Regions from separate parts of the Gossypium hirsutum genome. Here region 2 is linked to region 1. A link is a contact called in public Hi-C data. All regions are on one chromosome and are shown on one strand. Each heading gives the region's core, a stretch centred on a gene start, on an enhancer-like site or on the middle of the called end of the contact. The rest is flanking DNA. Distances are from core to core; before and after follow the strand shown.

Region 1 (2,700 bases), core at 162-2,661:
ATTTTCCTTATTTATTTTCTGTTGAGTTATTTAGTTAGATTAATTTAGTAAATCTTAGTTTAAAACAATCACTTCAATTTGCTGACTAAATAATAGGAAAATGATAATTGTTAGTACTTTTAGTTCTCGTGGATATGATATCTTTACTCACCGTAGCTATGCTATTTATCGATAGGTGCACTTGCCTTTGTCGTATTTTTAGTTAGTAACGGGAAAACACATCAAATATTCCACACCATCCACATTAAATTTTTTAATGGTACTTTCATCAATTTTGTTAGAAAAAGTAGTTTGAAAAAAAAACCAAAGGTTGATGGCTAAAAAAGACTAAAAAATACAATTAGAATCTTTTTGACTAAACATATAAACGTTAGTGGCCAAATTTACCATTTGTTTCCTTGTTTTCTTTTCTTTCTTCGGTTGCTTTGTGTTTTGTGCATTCGTTTCTGCAATGACTAGCTAAGTAAAAGGTAAGGCTAAAGGTAATGGTCATAAGGGTTATTTGAAGGTTCATGAGGAGTCTAAGGAAAAACATAAACTCCGATTAAAGTAGCATTAAATGTAAGGGCTTATCCAAGGGCAACTAGGGCCTTGACCCCTTGATTGATGGTGCAATTTAATTCTTAAGCTTTCCTAGTATTAATAATTTAATTAATTCTTTCCAGCTTTTTTACTAAATAAAAAGTTTACATTTTTAACTACTCTCATAGGTAAAAAAAAGTCAATTCAAGCAATTTTAATGCAAAACTTTTTATTTAAAAAAAAGATTATCTTGACTCACTTATCAGCAAACTTGACTAAAATTTGTACAAGACTACAAAAAAAAATGCAAGGGCAATTAATTTTTTGTGCTTGATCCATTAACCAAAGGAGGAAAGAGCATTTGTTCATGTTCTATCAATGATTTTTCAGGTTAAAATATACTCAAGTCTTTGTATTCATTACACCTTTAAAATTTAGTCTTTCTATTTTTATTTTTAGAAAATTAATTTTTCTACTCTTTAGGTATAAAATTACAAGTCTAATTGTAATATTATTAAAATTTTCTGTTAACTTCAAGTCTGTTATAATATCATTCGTCTATTACATAATTACTAAGTTAGTATTTTTATTATTTTAAAATGTCACAATAATAAATTTAATTAAATAATGTTAACGGTATTAAACAATTGAATTTAGATTTTTAAATTCAAAAAATTCTTAATTTTTTAAAAATAAAATAAAAAGATTAAATTTTAAATATACAAACAGCATAAGAACTTAAATTATATATATATATTTTTTGTTTTATCCATGATCCATTAATCAAAGTTGAAATGATTTTGAATGGACCTGAAAAATCTCTAAGCTGTGGGCTGCAGAAACCGAAGGATCAAAGACCCTATAGCAGAGTTTATTAAATAGTGACACGGCAATGACCGAAATTCTTTTGCTATGGGCCCGGTATGGTTTTCTTGCCCAACATCCGTGCCGCTAGAGCATATTCATCTTCTTCGAAATTGCTTGTGCTCGTTAAATTCTTCTATAAGTCCTTGTATTTTACAGAAGTTATGGATTAAGTCCTTATACTTTAATTTGATTACATTTAGTCTCTGTATGTTTTGAATTGACCAATTTTAGTCCATGTATTTTTCGAATTCTGAAATTTTAGTTTTGACTCGAACAGTAGCAATTAAATTTGTTCAGTTGAATTCAATTACTAATTTAGTACTATGTATACAGTTATAGATTTGGTTCATATTGTCCAATTGGATCATTCTAAGTCTTTATACTTTTCGAATGTTAACGCAAAGTGACAATTGTTAAATCATTAAGTAGATTTTTAGTAAGTAATATGTGAAAATAATAACTTGACATGGCATTACCTATATAATAATAAGTTTGACGTATCACATTTTGGAAATAACAAAATTTAATTTAACGAATTTAACAATTATCGTTTGGTAAGGATTGAAATTTTAAAATTTGGAAAGTACAATGACTAAAAATGATCAAATTAAAATATAGGGATTTAATCCACAACTTTCTTAAAGTATAGGGACAAATAGTAGAATTTAACCTTTTTACTATTAACTAGAGTTAAAATCCCTACTTACGGCAAGGCATTCACAATTTTTTTAGGTTAAATTTTGCTATTAGTCCCTGTACTTTAAGAAAGTTGTGGATTTAATTATTATACTTTAATTTGGCCATTTTTAGTACCTATACTTTTCAAATTTTAAAATTTCAGTAATCATTAAACGATAACTATTAAATTCATTAAGTTTTGCTATTTTCAAAATCCAATGTGGCAAATATATTATTGTATGTGAAATGTCATGTTAGCTTGTTGCTTCTACATATTATTCATTAAAAATCTAGCTAATGATTAACGACTATTATTTGCATCAAGATTAAAATTCAAAATTCTAAAAATATATGGACTTAGAATGGTTCAATTAAAAAATATGGACTAATAAAGCGAATTTTAAATTAAGCTTATATATTAATTAATCGTTTTTTTAAGTTGTGATAATGTCATATATATATATTACAATTCTTACATTTCTAATGTTTTTTGAATATAAAAATTTGACATGTCACTAGAAAAGAAAGAAAGTATTCATGGAGGGGAAAATTCCAACATAAAACCTCTTCGCCTTTTTTATATAAATTATTTATATTCAATAATTCAATTTATTATTTTATATAATAAGTCAC
Region 2 (2,700 bases), core at 171-2,670, 170 kb after region 1:
TGCACCTAAATTTTATTTTTGGTTACAAGTGGTACTTAAACTAACTTTTTTTCTCAAATTGGTGGTACTCTGATGGTTTAATAGTTAGTTAAACAATTAAGTCTATTTCAATAAAAAAAATAAACACTTAAAAAATGACATAAGGAAAAAAAGAAAAAAATTTATTTTCTCTTACATATGTATTTATTCATTTTATTTTTTATTTTTTATTTATTCAGAATCAAACCGATGGTTGAACTGATCAAGCCACGAATTCCAGTTTGATCAAATACTGAAAAATCATAAAAACAAAAAAAATATTTAAAAATGGAATTAATGACTGACATGTCGACCTTGAGAGGTCAAATTTTGAGTATTGTTGGTATTACCAAACATTATAAAATAAGAAGAAAGGAAAACAAAAGGAAAAATTAAAAAAATAAAAAAAATAATGTAAAAGAAAAAAAAGTGAAATCAAATAATTAAAAATATTTGTTAAGTTTATTCATTGATTTTTTTAACGAATATAACATTTTGGTGCAAAATGAGTAACAAAATAATAGTTTAGGTACTACTTATGACAAAAAAATGTTTAGGTATCAAAATGAGAAAAATAATAATAATTTAGGTACCAAGGTACCAATTTGGGGAAAAAATTAGTTTAGGTATCACTTATGACCAAAAAAGGGTTTAGGTAAATAGATGGAAAAAAAAGGTATAATTTAAGTATCAATTTGCGTTAAGAAAAAAAAAACAAAATGATGCACCATCAATTAGGGGTAATATCAGTTCCGTTTGGTTAGGTTTTTTAGATTTTTTGAACTATCTATCATAATTCGGTTTGGTTTGGTTCAATTTTTAGTTTTTCATATTAATTATTTGTTTTGGATTTTTAGACTTATTTTGACAAAATGAACTATGTTTTATGACTTTTTTCAATGTTATTTGACAAAGTTTCAAAAAAAATCATAAATATCTCTAAAAAATAATAATTTTTCAAGAACTTTTAAATTATTTTCACTATTTTAAATATAAAATATTTATATTTATATTTATATTTATATAATAAAGAATAGAATTCGATTAAGCTTCGAGCAATTCTCATTTTTAAATTTATATTTCATAAACCCAAGTAACCTAATTGGGGTTAATTTTCAATTTTTCTTCAGAAAATGATACAACCACTTAAAAATTACTAAAGTAGAGTAGTTATTTCCAACTTTAAAATGTCAGTCATTTAACGTCTTTCATAAAGCCTTTGAAACTTCAAAAAGTTGAATGGATTAACCAATAACCATGGATTAGGGGTAAAGGTGCAACTTATGCTATAGCCCATAGAGCATAGACCCCAAAATTCATTTAGGAGAAAGTAGATGGGGACTTTCGGCTGAAGAGAGAATTTCGAAATGTTAAAGCAAAACTTGGTTTGACTATAATTTCTTTTAGGCCCATCAATTGCTGCAAATGGCTAACATTGACGTGCACCAACTATCACACTATATGTGTAGACCCAAATCTCTTGGACTTGGTTACCCGCCCACCCAACTCGCCTAAGTGAGGTTTTTGGAATTTTTCCAATAGTTTATTGTAATTTTGGTTTGGTTTGATTCTCACTTGTCTCGTATTAATCTTTTCTTGTTTTGTATTTTAATTTTATTTTAGTAAAATGAGTTTCGTTTTACAGTTTTTGAATTTTATTTGACAAAGTTTTAAAATCATTTTCATAAATATTTTTAAAGAATAATAAATTTTCAAGTAAATAAAAAAAATCAATAACTTTTATATGATATATTTTGAAAAAATATATATAAAAATTTTAATTTATTTTCACTATTTTAAACCTAAAATATTTATTTTTATATTATAAAATATATTTGGGTGGTGCTCTGAGATCCTTGGTGCCAGCTTGTAAAATAAATAGTAAATATTTATTAGCACATAAAATGTAATACTTCTTTTAAACGAGAATTACCTAAACTTGTAGACATAATATGCTCACGAGTTCAACCTGAAATATTATACAAAATTTAAAAGGCGAGATGATTGCCAAAATGATCCATACAATCAGTTTTAACTCTTCCTAAACTATTACTTTTTTTATAGTGTATATGCGATGGAGGTTTTTTAACTCTATGAAATTGTCATTAGTCTCATTTATTTATTTTTTTAATTTTTAATATCAATTATGATAAACTCAAGTGAGAACGAGTAAAGGGAAACAGATAGGAGATAGTGAGATACATTGAGATGTTGGGCATTAATGTTATATAAGTTGGATGGATATTTAGAAGTTGTTATCCATTGGTACAAATGCAACCAAAATAGAATGATGTTCATACCCTTATCATTACATTCAACTCCAACATCAATTCCAGTCTCTGAACATAAGAGATAGGGTAGGGTTGCACACTCTGGGTTTTGCCAAATTAGACCCAGAGATTGGTTGGTTTTTGCCGCCAATATTAAATGACTTGGGTGGCAGTATTGACCCCCTAATGCCCTAAACCAAAAAAAAAAAAATCTACCAATGGTGCTTTCTTTTTGCCCATATAGAGGGGTAATTGAGGCCTAAATTTCATTCACAGATAGCTTGTATTGGCTTTTAACGGTAATCCCATAAGACCCCACTGCCAACTAGGGTTGAAATTCAGCCTGAATTTTGCAGGTAAGAAGCCTATCACTAGGACCACTGTACCCCCAACTATGTCACAAACACTTATT

Evidence for each region. A called contact is a pair of places that touch in the nucleus more often than the background predicts.
Region 2: a Hi-C map of leaf shows a contact between it and region 1, with 2.1 times the contacts expected there. The contact joins two enhancer-like sites. A contact is called at or near these places in 2 of 34 Hi-C or Micro-C datasets (anther and leaf).

The regions. Positions count from the first base shown.
Region 1 is chrD02:17,518,975-17,521,674 of Gossypium_hirsutum_v2.1, forward strand. No RefSeq gene overlaps it. Among protein-coding and RNA genes, the nearest start is that of LOC121214646, 14 kb to the left of the region's middle. Within about 2 kb of position 1,412, at least 1 of the 9 cell types and tissues checked has an H3K27ac peak or open chromatin away from gene starts, as enhancers often do. A contact at or near this core is called in leaf, where this site is marked.
Region 2 is chrD02:17,685,736-17,688,435 of Gossypium_hirsutum_v2.1, forward strand. No RefSeq gene overlaps it. Among protein-coding and RNA genes, the nearest start is that of LOC107910726, 31 kb to the right of the region's middle. Within about 2 kb of position 1,421, at least 3 of the 9 cell types and tissues checked have an H3K27ac peak or open chromatin away from gene starts, as enhancers often do. A contact at or near this core is called in leaf, where this site is marked.